Linked DNA regions of Mus musculus: all the other regions are linked to region 4. The links are chromatin contacts, called in public HiChIP or PLAC-seq, Micro-C and promoter capture Hi-C maps. All regions are on one chromosome and are shown on one strand. Each heading gives the region's core, a stretch centred on a gene start, on an enhancer-like site or on the middle of the called end of the contact. The rest is flanking DNA. Distances are from core to core; before and after follow the strand shown.

Region 1 (3,330 bases), core at 506-3,005, 370 kb before region 4:
GTTCCAGGCCAAGGGGATGGGACTCTGAAGTGTATGATCAGCTGTGGTTTGATGCAGGCATTGTCCTGTAGGCAAATGTGGCTTGCTTAGTGTCTTAGTTAGGGTTTTATGGCTGTGAAGAGATACCCTTACCACTAAAACTCTTGTTACAGTGTCATGGCAAGAAGCATGGTGGCATGCAGGCATACATGGTGCTGGAGAAGGAGCTGAGAATTCTACATCTTGATCCGCAGGCAGCAGAAAGAGACTGTGTTCCACAGTGTTCCAGCTTGAGCACATGAGACCTTAAAGCCCACAGCCACAGTGAAACAGGTCCTCTAGCAAGGCCACACTGATTCCAACAAGGCTACACCTCTTAACGGTGCCAATCCTTATGGGCTAAGCAGTGAGTTTATGTGGGATGTATCTATTCAAATCACCACACTTAGGTCCAGTACTATTCCTGCAGCCAATTGGCAAGCAACTCCATTTGTATGTACTGAGGGGCTCCTACATGCCAGGCTCAGGCAAAGATGGATAAGCCAGAATAGACCAGTTTTTGATGTAGTAGACTCAGAACTAGGGATGATTCAAATGGAGGCCCAGACAAACAAATAATTGTCAATGTGGGGAGCTCAACCTTAAACCAGTAAGTGCTTAAACTGGGTATGTCTGCTGGTGAGGGAGTGTCTGGAAAATAAAGAGCATTCTGAGTTCATGTGGGAAACTTGCAGTTCATAAGTGACAGAGTTTGGACATGAGTTGGGGAAGGAAGTGGAAAAAACCCAAGAAACTGGAAGTTGGTTGGGGACAGATTATGTAATGTGCCACATTGACAGGACACAGCTCCATACTGGGTTGGGAACAGCCAGGTCAGTTGTGTAACATTGCTGAAGCACAAAGGTTGGCTCTTTGGTGGGGTGGAGAGCAGAGAAGCCATCTCTGGCTTCCTGGTCTGAAACCCTTCAGTCTTCAGGAAAAATGAAAACAACTATTGCTCTCCTGTCTTGGGTCGCGGGAAGCTTACATAGAGAGGGCCCTGTAATGTCAATGAACCTTGGCATCGTTGGGATCCTTGCCATCTAGGTCAATAGTTAAGCATACGGGACATGCCATCTCTGAGACCTAGGCCTGTCCTGACCATGTTAGGTGACATGTTTTTAATCTAAGCAAGACGCAAAGATGGCCAGGAAGGAATGGTCGAAGTGTTTGGCGTTGCTATGCTCTGTGCGCTGTGGGTAAGGCAGCTGGGCCTCCAGTGAGTGATAGTTTTCTTACACTGACCAAGAGACCTTCATGGCAAGACAGTCTGAGACCAGCTTTGGACAGGCGAGTTTGTGGTGGGCAAGTGAAGGGTACTGAGGATGTCCCAGTGAGAACAACTGTCAGTTCAGACCTCCTGCTTACTCAGGCTTGATGGGACGCCTCGATGGGAGAGAATTATGTCTCCAGTCTCCTGTGACTGGAGAGAATCAAGAGGGTCCAGCCACAGGCTGGGCAGAGGCTGTTGTAGCTTTCTTCTCGAAGACCTAAGATCGGCCAGGCCTGCGAGGCAGGAAGGGCTGGGGTGGCTCCAGATGTGGCAAACTTGGCCCAGCAGCCTGGGCAAAAGGCCTGTCATGGGCCAGGGGGGTGCGGGCATTCAGCCCTGGCTGCAGAAGGAAGGAATGGGAGCGGAGGAGAAAGGGGGGGTAGCCAGGGTGGAGGGCGCGACGGCAGGAAGCTGGGAGGCGCGAGGAGGGGTGGAGACCAACGAAGGGGACGGCCAAAGAGCGAGTAGGAGGGCTGGAGAGAGGGAGAAAAAGGAGAGAAGGGAGGAAGGGTGCCGATGAGAAGCAGCGCTGAGGACTTGAAGTAGAGGGAGGAGGGCAGGCCTCGGAGCAGCGGGAGCAGCGGGAGCAGCGGGAGCAGCGGGAGCAGCGGGAGCAGCGGGAGCAGCGGGAGCAGCGGGCCCGGGCTCGGGCCGCCCCCGCGAGCAAGGCGCCGCCATTCCGCTGCTCGGGGCGCCGCCGCCGCCGCCGCCGCGTCCGGGGGCCATGCTCCCGCCGCCCCCGCGCCAGCCGCCGCCCCAGGCGCGCACGGCCCGCGGCTCCCTGCGCCTGCAGCGGGCTTTCCTGCGCGGCCCGCTGGGCGTGCTGCGGCTGCTGCAGCTGCTGGCCGGAGCCGCCTTCTGGATCACCATTGCCACCAGCAAGTACCAGGGCCCGGTGCACTTCGCGCTCTTCGTGTCCGTGCTCTTCTGGCTGCTCACCCTGGGGCTCTACTTCATCACGCTGTTGGGCAAGCAGGAGCTGGTGCCCGTGCTGGGCTCGCGCTGGCTCGTGGTCAACGTGGCGCACGACCTGCTGGCGGCTGCTCTCTACGGGGCGGCGACGGGCATCATGATCGACCAGACGCAGCGCCACAGCTACTGCAACCTCAAGAACTACCGGCTGCCCTGCGCCTACCATGCCTTCCTGGCGGCCTCTGTCTGCGGCGGCCTCTGCCTCGGCCTCTACCTACTCTCGGCACTCTACGGCTGCTGCCGTCGCTACCAGGGCAAGGAGGAGGTGGTGTGAGGCCACCCGCTCCACCGCGGCCCAGATCGGTTTAGGGAATCCCTCCCGAACCCTTCCTGCCGCCGCCTAGTGCCGGTGTGCCCCTGCACCCTCTCCCTGCCTGCGTTTCCACTGCCCGCGCCCTGGATCCCCGACGTTCAGTTCTAGTCTGACTGCTGTACCGCAGCTCAGCCCAGATATCAGCTTCCAGGGACCCACGCAGCCATCCGAGGCGCCGACGCACACACCCAGTTGGGCCGCTTCAGGCGAAGCCTGGAAGTCCCTTTCCTCATTCCCTGTCGAGAGCTAGACGTGGACAGGCGCCGCCGCGTAGATCCGGGGGAGGCTCCCAAATTGGAACCAGTCTTTGGACTGCGCCATTGCCCCCTCCCTCCTGCCCTGCAGTCGGAAGAGCATCCCTTCCCTGCCCCCTCTTCCAGCCTAGGGAGGTGTAGAATGCAGTCAGGCAGCTGCAAGAGGAGCTGGGGACAGGCTTTAGCTAGTGCTAGGATGGATGATGGATGACGTCTTTAGTTGTAGTTTGGCTCTCTCCCTGCGCAGCCCTACGTCTACGAAGTCTTTGGGTGGAGTCAGCTACAGAAGTGGTGGATAGCAAAGGCCTGCTGGCTATACCTTACTTAACGACGCAAGTCTTCTCTCCGCCTAAATCCTTGGTGTTCATTCAGATTGGGCCAACTGTACTAACTTCCCTGGCCTCTCAGATGTCACTCACTAGCTTCCGCCGCACTCCACCTATAAATATGTTTGCATTGGGGATCCCACGTGGCCAACGGCGATCATTAAGGTGCTGCCC
Region 2 (3,366 bases), core at 41-2,540, 320 kb before region 4:
AAGCAGGGCTTGGGAGCTCAAGATGCTGGACTTCACTGCTGGGCAAAGAAGGTTCAGAAAAGTAAAGTACCCAAAAGCCTAGGAATTGGGAGGAGGGGAAGTTAGGGTTACAGGCCTTGAAACGAGGGCCCTCAGGGCTTCCCTAACCACCCGCCTCTTCTCAAAGTTCCCGAGGTCAGGGAAGGAGTAGCGCTTGTCTGGGTGTCGGCAGTTCAGGTCAAAGAAACTGCCTAGCGACCCCAAGCATCCTTGAGATGAGGAAAGGAATACGGCATTTATGAGGGACGTCTCCAAGGCTTCCAGGGATTCCGCAGCTCGGAAAACCGAGCGTGCTGTGAGTTGCACAAGGTACAGGTCAGAGTTGGGAGAGAACTAGTGGGAATACCCAGAGCTTCAAGTTTATAAAGGTTGGAAGGAAAAAGGAGACAGTGCCAGGGCGCTGTGTATAGGGGCTTGGCACCTATCGGGGAGTACAGATGAGGGTTTGGGGAGAGGATCAGTCCGAGGCGCTCTGGGCGCAAAGGCGCTACCTGGAGGCGCGGTGGCAGGCAGGTGCCCGAACTGCACCGCGATGCAGAGGTCGTTGTCCAGGGGGAACTTGTGGCAGTGCAGCATCTCGGGCCAAGGGAAACCGTAGGCCTCCATGAGCGGAGCGCAGCCGGCGCGCACGGCTTCGCACAGCGAGCGGCAGGGGTAGATGGGTCGGTCCAGGCAGACGGGAGCGAAGAGCGAGCAGAGGAAGACCTGGGTGTCTGAGTGGCAGCGCTTGGCCAGCAGTGGCAGCCAGCTGCTTGCCTGCTGCTTCACCTCGGCCAGGCTCTCGTGCTCCAGCAGGTTGGGCAGCCGCATGCGCTTGTAGCCCACCGTGTGACAGAGCGGCAGATCGGCGGGGATGTCGAGGCACTGCGGTGGCTTGGAGTAGGAGCGGCCGTGCAGCGGCTCGGCCTGCCAACCGTAGTAGTCGTACTCCTGGCCGCGTGTTGGCGCCCCATGCAGCGCCCCGAGCAGCAACGCCAGTGCGGCCGTCCGTGCGCTCCAGGCCACCCACATGGCTGGATGTTGCGGCCTGCCCCGACGGCTCGGTGCTCGGCGCCCCGCTGCCCGGCGTGCGCCCCGGCTGGGATGTTCCCTGAAGCCGGCTGCTACTAGGGTCGTCCAAGTAGGTGGCAGTCTCTGCTCCGCTCCGCTGCCGGAGTGATCCAGGCGCCTCCCACCACGGGGCTCCAGCCCAGGCTTCGCCGTTCCCTAGCCAATCTGCAGCCGCTGGTCCCCCTCACCTCCCACCCCCGCCCCGGGTTGGCGGACCTGGGAGGAACCCTGAGTCTTTCCCGCCCGGCTCGGGTCCCTCGGGTCCCGCCTCGCCTCGCGACCCTGACCCGTCAACTATTCTGCTGCCCAGACCTCTCCTTGTGCCTTTTCCTGGGGGCTCAGCATTTTTTTCACCCTTGCCCCCTGCTTCGTCTTTTTATCTCTCTCCACCACAGTCTCTCTCCTGTTCCTTTTCTCACTCACTTCACCTGCTTATCTCTGTGCCTCGGCCTTTCCCTGCTCGGCTCTGGTTTCCCTTCTCCAACACCTCCATCGCTCTTCTCAGATAATGGAGTCTCTTGGCCATCCACGCCCTCCTGGCCAGGCAAGCAGAGCTTCACCCTGAGGTCTTTAAGTATGCCCTGAGGTTCTGTCCAATGCCAGGCACTTGGCAGCCCTCTAGGGATAGCAGATGGCTAAGACAAATCCGTGGCACCCGAGGGGGCAGGGTAAAGGGAATTTTGGCTTCTATTTAATGAATCCCTACTAAGTGCCATGCATAATGTGCATCACTGAACGACCTTATAAACATCTGTTTATGTTTTTTTGTTTTTGTTTTTGAGACAGGGCTTCTCGGTGTAACAGCCCTGGCTGTCCTGGAACTCAATTTGTAGACCAGGCTGGACTCGAACTCACAGAGATTCTCCTGCCTCTGCCTCCCGAGTGCTAAGATTAAAGGCATGCACACCCCGCCCGGCTATCCATGCCCTTTTCTAATGAAAGCTCACACCCAATAGGTGCTAGCTGTGCTTGGAGACTGTCCTAGGCACATTTCATAACCTACCTCATGGAATTTTCACAGTGATGCCCTAAGGAGGGTAGGAACCATTTATTATCACTACTTTACAGATAAAGATGCTGAAGCTGAGGTCAGGTGAGGATTCCAAGTGGCCATTGGATATAGGTAGTGCGGTTCCAGAGTCAGAGCACACATCAACAACCTGAAGGTCTGGATTCTGAGGATTTGGAGACGTGGGGTTAACTGTCCCAGGGTCATGCGCTAAGGAGGGCAGGGTCTGATTCAGGCGGTAGGCTCCAAAGAGCAGAGTCACTATTGTTGGGCAAGATAGAGTCCAGCCTGGGCAGGAAACACTGTGGGTGTAAGGAGAACTGCTTCTGTCCTCCAAGCAGACATCAGAAAGGTGACTTCCAGGATCCCACGCTTAGTGTCTGTCTGGGTTTTGTCTTCCTTGACTTTTCTGTGAGAGGAACTGGAACAGAGGCTTGCGGAAGGAGGCTCTTATTGGTTTCACCAGACCTCTGGCTTCCCTTCCGGGGACGAGCTTCCAAAGGGCCGGGGGTGGGAAAGTGGAGTATATGTGAGGGGGGTAGGGATTGAGGGGGTAGGGACTGGCTCCACTTTGAATAAGGAGCGTTTCTCCCCAATTGTCCTTCCTTCTTCTCTTTGCTCCTCAATATTTCCAGGGCTCTTGGCTTCTAACCGACCTGCTCATGTAGCGGAGAGAGGTGGACCCACACTATAGTATCCACTCCACACATAGAGGACACTTGCCACATGCTGATATATATGAGGTACAAAGGCTTGGTCCTTCATGTAGCTGATGGAGCAGAGGAAGCAGGCAGTCCAGGTTGGGATGGGATGCCTCTGATGTCCTGGTTGACATAGTTGAGTCCACGTATAAGCCAGCTGGGGCCTTTCCTTTATGTGTAGCATCAAGAGTCTCTGCAGATGGGCGAAAGGTTGATCCCCACAGAGAGAAGCAGGGTACAGTAGTAATGGGAAAGGATGCTGTCTGCAACTGAAAACCAGGTTCAAATTCTGCCCCCTCTTTCCCAACTACCTGCGTAGCCTCTGGCAAGTAGGAGCTATCCTGACCCTTAGTCTCCTACTTTATAAAGTGGGACTTCCACTGAAGTGGTTGTGATGGGCAAAGATGGATGGAAAGGCCTTGTGCAGCACCCACGTGTAAAGGACACTGGGAAATGTCAGATGCTCACAGGGACGAGGCTTCGGGTCAATGTACATTAGGTGTCCTGAACATCCCCCAAGACGCCTTGGACAGGACTCTGAGCTCCGAGCAGAATGGCACTGCTCTC
Region 3 (3,279 bases), core at 404-2,903, 260 kb before region 4:
GGCATCCACACAGTGGCACTCAGAGCATAAATCCACCTCCCCCCACACACACATGAGAGAGAGAGGCAGACAGACAGACAGGAAGACACAAGAGAGATACAGAGAGACAGATAAAGAGACAGATTTTAAAAAATAAAAAATGTAACTCACAGCAATTGTCAGGATTTCAAAATATATGTGCAGTGTAGAACTGTCTGGCACACATTAAGTGATCCATAAATGTTTGGTATTAAAAATAGAAAGTTCTGCTGAAAAAAAAGCTATTAATATGTCTTTGGGGTAACAAACCATCCTAAAATAGTAGGGTTACCATGGAATTTTAAAAGACATGATAATGATATTGTGATTACAGAGAAGAATGTTATTTTGCTTTTTGAGACAAGGTCTCACGTCTCTCCACCCACCTCAGCCTCAGGAGCGCCGAGATTAAAGGTGTGCACCATCACACCTGCCTCAGGAAAATGTTCTTATTCTGAGGGGATGAGTGCTGAAGTATTTAAGGATAAAACTGTGGAATCTATCGCTTTCTGATAATCTAGTGAAATTATATACGTCTCCTTGATCCAGTTTCCGTCAGCAAAGCCAACAAATCAAAATCAAATGTAAAAATACTATTGCTGACTGAGTTAGTTAGACTGTTCTGGCAAATGTCTTTTCCCCAACTTCTCCTGTATGTTTGGAAATTTTAAATGGGAAATTTGGTAGAAGAAGAAAGGACCCTAGCTATAGGCTAATGAAGAAGGGCAACAAGTATATCCTGCAGAAAGAGGACCGTAAACTCAGGGAGTGAGACAGCTAATCAAGGTAGGAAATCGGGAGAAGTCTGACCTGGAGTCAGGTCTTCTGGCTGCCTGTTGTGGCACCTACTCCAGTTTTATGTCATGGCCGACGCTGCTGACCTGTGGGCAGCCAGGCTGTAGAAGAAGTACCCAGCTCCCCTCAGACACAGATCTGGGGTTATTGTGGATGTGTTCAAAGACACCTGTGTTGGGGTTTCCTTTCTGCTTATTAAGTAGATAAACCATTTGATTGGAAGGCCTAATGCCAAATTACCACCTTGGAGAGTGGGCATACCGGTTTGGCATGTGGTTTTTGATTAGTGGTGGTAATTGGGTATTGTGGGAGTGTGTATAAACTCTGGGATGGCTGTAGGGAGACAGAAGTGTAAGGGGTGGGACCTGGACTAGGAGGATCATAAAGAAAGACTGGCTTCCATAAAAGAAAGGGCCCTAGGGAAAACCTGGGGATGAAATGTGCGTATGTGTTTTAAGAAAATGCTCTCTTATATCTGCAGCATTTTCCCCTAGCTAATGGGATTTTACCCATTTAAGGAAGCAGAAAGGAGAAAAGAGGGAAGGGAATGTTCCCATAAGGCTGGGTAGTGCTTGGGGCAGGACGGGAAGGTTAGAGTGAGAATTTGAAGGTGTTTGGAAAGGTAAGAGGCTGGCGGCCTGTGGATGGTGGGGCCTTCCGTATTGCAGGCCGGGTGCCTTGCAGCAGAGCCCATCTTCTTTCTTCAGCTTCTGGAAGTCCCCGGAGGCGGTGGAAGCTAGCGCAACGCTCTAGGCACTCCTGCTGGGGGGGAGGGCAGGCAGGAGAGGCGGGGCGCTGGGCGGGGCGGGACGGGGTGGGGCGGGAGCGGAGCCGGTGGCCGCGGGCGGGGCTCCTCTCCGGCGGGTGCCGGAGTCTGGGGGCCGCGGCTTCCCCCTCCCCGCCCGCCGAGGCGCTGGCCCCTCCTTCCCCCGCCGCCCCCGTGCCCGCCGCTGCTGCCACTGTCAAAGATAAAACCGGGCCATTGCCTGCAGGAACCCTGGCAGCAGGCGATCGGGTGGTGAGGAGCCTCCGGCGCGGCCTCGCCTCCCCGGTCCGGCTCCCGCGTCAGCACCGTGGACAGCACGGACCACCTTTCAGGGACCCTCCGGTCGGCAGGAGCGCGCTTCAGGTTTCGGCGATCTCATCAGTACCGCGGACAGCGCCCAGGCCCTCGCTGGCCTCGGCCAGCCCACCGGCTCTTCCTATCAGCACCGCGGACAGCCCCCCTGAACCAGCCCAGCGACAGCCAAGGACTGGTCAGAACGCCCTGAAGATGGCCACTGAGGTAGGGCCCAACACCTTAACCCGCAGGCAATGCCTCAGGGAATGATTCCCCACTAGGGGCAGACTGGGCACGAGGAGAAGACGGGGGTGGATGGGGGTAGAGGGTGGTTCCCTGGGTTCATGGTGGGAGGTGTGGAGTGGCATGGCATATAAGCAGAGCTTTGCTGAGGGGTCCCTTCACCTTTGACATGTCAATCTTGCCCATGCCACTCTGAGCCCTGGGAATCTACTTGTTACCAATAGCACCAAGTCCCAGCTGGTCTGGGGTTTCCCCTTCTCCTGAACACAGGGTTCTGACTCCCTAGAGGTTTGGAGATCCCTGCACACCTGTGTAAGGGGAGGGAAGGTGGCCTACTGCTGTTGTTGCTATGCGGTGCAGTATCCTGCTTCTAACCCAAATGCTTGTCTAGGGAAGACACACCTTCCCTCACATCCACATTTCCTTAGGAGGAGAACGTGGAAAAAGACATGCTCAGGCCCAGAACCCAAAGGGTTGGTTTTAATGAACCTCCTGCACCAGCCCCCACTTTTGAGAATTTCTTTCCTTCTCCATTTGAGCTGCTGTTCTCAGTGTATCCACATTTGCCTGTGAGGGGGAAGCGACTGTGTGCTTCACAGTGTGTCTATAGACCAAGGGACCTGTTAGCTAAGGACAAAATCTTGGCATAATGTGTAAGAAGTCGGGACTTGTGTCTCTACCCCCAGAGGTTACTCCTCCCCGGGGAGAGCTCTTTACGCATGGTGAAGCTGACATACGGAAGAAAGGATTGGCTCGGTACCCACACAGCATGCCAACAGCAGAGCTGAAAGTTTCTTTGAATTTTTAGAGTGTTGCAGCACACTGGGTCTCCCCAGCTCGGCTGCTGCCGGCTTTTGTGGTGACTCCCCATTTCCAGCCTAGCTGGACCACTGCCAAGGAGGAGAGCAAAGGCCTGTGAGTGATTCTGTGCGGTGCCTCTGGGATTCCGGCGAGTGGCATGACATCAGTACCAAGTGCTACTGCCATCATTCCATTGGATCTCCTGATGTTGCTTGGCATTGTTTGCCTGCTGATGTTGCACGAGGTTAGCTAGCAGGGATTCGTGCCCTCCCAGAACCCCCGCCTTCCCATGGGCAGGCAGGCTTGGCAGACCACAGCAGCAGTTGCTAGTGTGATCTAATGGGCTCCAAAAGGCCTGTCCG
Region 4 (3,616 bases), core at 25-2,524:
AGCAATAATATACAACCATTTTGCTGAGTGGTCAGCTCACCCGAGGGGGAAACTTTTTAGGAAGGCTCACATCTAACCTATCCCATAATCAGATCTGGTAAGGGATGGGAAGGAGAGTAGTGGATTGGGAACTACTATTTTGTAAAAGCTCCAAGGTGTTCACCTTCATTCCTTCTCTCAAACTCAATCGAATGGTGTCTTTACAGGGTTTTAACACAAACACGACTTGATTAAATTTGTTATTTACACAACTCGGCCTTTGGCAGTAAGGACCCCACAGCCGTACTGAGATCAGTAAGGAGAACAGTAATCAGCTAAGAAACTAAGCAAGTGGGAATTAAGTATCTGGCAGTGGAAATAAAGAACAGACTCAAATGCTAGAGAGAGAGCCTCTACAGGGTTTGGTTAGCATTCAAATGTAGATGAAGAGGCATTGGAGATAGATGGGAAGGCAGTGAACAGAGAGGAGAGACACAGTATGAACTTTTCAAATATTTCTTTTTTTCTTGTATAGTTCCGAGATCGAATCCTGGGCACTTCACCTGTTTGCCAATCACAGGGCTATACCATTCGCGCCACCAAAGCGTTCAAGCCATTTTTTGACAAGTCTGCAAGATAGGAATGAGATAGGGTCGTCTAGAAGTTGGGAGTACGATAAGCTAAAGCAAAAAAAGGGGCCGGGCTGGACGCTCCCCTTCCTTATTCTAAGAATTGCAGAGAACAATATTCAAGAGGTGAGTTCGGGGGGGGGGGGGAGAATTACAGGAAGAGACCGAGTCGAACGGCATGGAATGAGGAAGGCAAAGCTGGATAGTGTCATAGAAAATAAATGATAATGTCCAAGAGCTTCAATGACTAATGCTTAAGTTAGACAGCCTGAAAATACTTGCAGTGGGTTTGGCGACAAGGACACTGGCTGCAACAAGGACATTTTCTGCGGGGGGCAGAAGCTGCAGTGTAGAACTCAGCACACACAAGGAAGGAAGTAGAGACGCTAAGTGCAGATTACGCTCGAAGAAACTCGCCCGTGGACGAGGAAAGAGACACGGTTATGATTGAGCAGGACGTGAGAAGATTTGAGCGCTTTCACAGCTGAGGGTTGAGATGGAGGATGGACGATACAGGAGATAGAGGAGCGTCAACGCCCTCCCGCCCTCTCCATTTGCCGGCCCCGCCCCCCACGCGACGCGACAGGGGCTCGCGAAGACTACAACTCCCAGGAGGTCCCGCGGCGTGGGCGGAGCCAAGGCCTGGCGCGCACCCCAGCGGCGAGCGGAAGAGCAGGCGCTTCATGGTGGCAGCGGAAGCGGAGAGCGACAGCGTCCCGGTAACCACGAACCCTTGAACCCGATTCTTTCTCTCCCTGAGCTGGTGCTGGTTGCCCTCGCGTCTTTCCTCCGGCTCGGGAGAGGACCCTCTTTCCTCCTGTGTGTTAACGCTGGTTTTCTTTTCCTCCGGTGACGCGCGGGGCAGGCCCCCGCCTGGGGCGGAGGTTATTGGGAAGCTTCCGCCCTTCGACCTGTTGGAGCCCCGGGGCGGGAGGGCCACCCTCCGGTCTCTTCTGTTTTCTAAGGGGCCGGAGGCCTGCCTTGGGCCTCTGCCCTAATGCTTCTTTCTGGTAGAAATCGTCTCCAGTCACCAGGTAGCGAGCGGGGTCTTAGGACCCCTCTGGGCTGCGGAGCTGTGGACCACCGAGGTGGCTTCGGGACAGCCCGGGGCCGCGGGCGATTCCCGGGCAGTGGCACTTCTGCTCCGCTGCTAGGACCCCCGGGCTATGGGCTGGCCGGGAACAGTTTGTAAAGTAGGATGTTCTTCCTGCTCTTCTCGGGCGGTCCTCAGAAAACTTCCAACCCACTTTATCGAAAGTTGTCTTACAAACTTTTTTTTCGTCGCATCTGAGTTGTGAGGGAAAGAGTACGGGGTTTATAGAGTCTGAATCCTGAGAGGATGATGGGTTGGCCACTTGATGGACCTGTGGTCTTTTGTAGTCCTATTACCACCACCTTGGTTTCTCTGTCTGGAAAAAAAAAGAGGGGGTGCAGGGTCTTTTGTACTATGCTTTTCAGTGTTATGATCTATGTGTGAGACGTTTGTGCTAGAAAACATTTAAAATAAAGTTCCTGTACCCTCTCTTGTGTGGTCCAGGTCAGTTGGATTTTAAAATCAACGGTCATGTCTTTATGAAGACCGGAGTTAATGGTGTCTTTAGAAACTGCGATGAAACCTACAAGTGTTAAAGCAAGGTTTCAAGCGGAGAGGTGACATTAGGGCTTGACCACCTGTGGAATCGGTGTCAAACTTCGAGGCCCATCAGCATGCGACACACAGCCAGCTGCCCCTGTTGCTCGGTTTCCGCTCTTGGAAGCACTACACATGACAAGCATCCCCTAAGACTTAGAGCTCCCGAAGCTTGGTGCTGAACCACCAGTGTCTAGGGTTTGTGGGTTGCAGGCACTACTTACTCATGTAATAATAGCTGCCTGAGCTATTTAGCGCAGGGTTGAGGTGTCTGTAGTTCATTGGTAAGATTGCATAAGGCTCTGAATTCTCTCCCTAGTAGTAACCACAACAACAATAACAAGCAACAGCAGCCTTTAATCCCAGTACCAGAGTCGGAGGCTGGCTGGTCTCGGAGATTTTGGTAGCCTAGTCTGGGTAGTGAATTCCAGGCCAGGAAGAGCTCCTCTTTAAAAAAAAAAAAATTACTCTTTTTCACTCTTAGGGTTGCCTAGGTTTCCCATAGTGCTGCTCTGACGTGGTTATTGGGTATGCTCTTAAGTAAATACTTTTCTAGAGATTGCTTTTCTTTTTCTTTCTTTCTTTTTTTTTTTATTTTTTTATCTTGTCAGTTTAAATTGGACTGGTCTTTTGTTTGTAACCTGTACTTGAGTGTATTTCACTATGTAGTGTAGCTCCTAGCAGGACAATTAACTATGACTCAGATATTGACAAGAATAGAATTCTATAGGACAATTTTTGTGTCTCTATTCCCCCCCCCCATATATGCATACATGTATAGGGTTTTTTTTTTTTTGTTGTTGTTGTTGTTTTTCATTTTTGAGACATGGTTTCTCTGTATAGTCCTGGCTGTCCTGGAAACCACTCTGTAGATCATGCCAGCTTTACACTCACAAGAGATTTGCCTCCTGGGTGCTAGGATTAAAAGCATGGGCCACCACCCAGCACACATACAGTTTTTAAGTTAGGCTGTTTGTAAAGTTTTAGCTTGAGTTGGGCATGGCAGTTCATGCCTTGAATCCTATTAAGTCAGAGGCAAATGGCTCTCTGTGATTTCAAGGTCAGCCTGGTCTGCATATCAGTTTCAGGTCAGCCAGAGCTACCTGGTGAGACGGTGTGAAACAAAAACAAAACAAACGTTTTAGCTTAAAGGAGTCTGGGAGGCTTGATGGTGGAAACTGAATGAATGACCACCTCTGCAGATATCCTGGCTCTGTGTGTATCTGTAAGGAGCAAGGTTAGAGAAAGCAAAGAGAGAAGCTTTACAGACATAAATGGCTTGGGGGCCAGGGCAAAATCTTAGGTTAAGAATTGAAATACTATTTTTATTTTCTTCAGGTGTCTCACTGACTGCCAGATATCTGCGAATTTGGATGCT

Evidence for each region. Promoter capture Hi-C pulls out the DNA fragments that hold promoters and counts their contacts. Hi-C and Micro-C count contacts between places; a contact is called where the count stands out from the background. HiChIP or PLAC-seq counts read pairs in DNA pulled down with a chosen protein or histone mark.
Region 1: an HNF4G HiChIP or PLAC-seq map of pancreatic cancer cells shows a contact between it and region 4. The contact joins the promoter of Marveld1 here to the promoter of R3hcc1l in region 4. A contact is called at or near these places in 2 of 39 promoter capture datasets (hippocampal neurons and liver) and 2 of 115 datasets of contacts at active chromatin or transcription factors (memory CD8 T cells and pancreatic cancer cells).
Region 2: a contact with region 4 is called in a promoter capture Hi-C map of stem cell-derived epiblast-like cells, with 6 times the contacts expected there. The contact joins the promoter of Sfrp5 here to the promoter of R3hcc1l in region 4. A contact is called at or near these places in 9 of 39 promoter capture datasets (the 3T3-L1 cell line, the C10 cell line, embryonic stem cells and 3 more), 2 of 484 Hi-C or Micro-C datasets (cerebellar granule neurons and embryonic stem cells), 1 of 115 datasets of contacts at active chromatin or transcription factors (astrocytes) and 1 of 9 other capture datasets (embryonic stem cells).
Region 3: a Micro-C map of embryonic stem cells shows a contact between it and region 4, with 4 times the contacts expected there. The contact joins the promoter of Golga7b here to the promoter of R3hcc1l in region 4. A contact is called at or near these places in 4 of 39 promoter capture datasets (cranial neural crest, embryonic stem cells and stem cell-derived epiblast-like cells), 1 of 484 Hi-C or Micro-C datasets (embryonic stem cells) and 2 of 115 datasets of contacts at active chromatin or transcription factors (SST interneurons and neural tube).

Annotation. Positions count from the first base shown.
Region 1 is chr19:42,145,634-42,148,963 of GRCm38.p6, forward strand. It overlaps Marveld1 (MARVEL (membrane-associating) domain containing 1), which reads left to right and starts at 1,756. Exons shown (of 2, transcript NM_183195.2): 1 at 1,756-3,330. The coding sequence starts at 2,016. The coding sequence ends at 2,537.
Region 2 is chr19:42,200,962-42,204,327 of GRCm38.p6, forward strand. Sfrp5 (secreted frizzled-related sequence protein 5) reads right to left here and starts at 1,291. Exons shown (of 3, transcript NM_018780.3): 1 at 531-1,291. The coding sequence starts at 1,050.
Region 3 is chr19:42,254,086-42,257,364 of GRCm38.p6, forward strand. It overlaps Golga7b (golgi autoantigen, golgin subfamily a, 7B), which reads left to right and starts at 1,654. Exons shown (of 5, transcript NM_027694.2): 1 at 1,654-2,098. The coding sequence starts at 2,087.
Region 4 is chr19:42,517,531-42,521,146 of GRCm38.p6, forward strand. It overlaps R3hcc1l (R3H domain and coiled-coil containing 1 like), which reads left to right and starts at 1,275. Exons shown (of 7, transcript NM_177464.4): 1 at 1,275-1,327.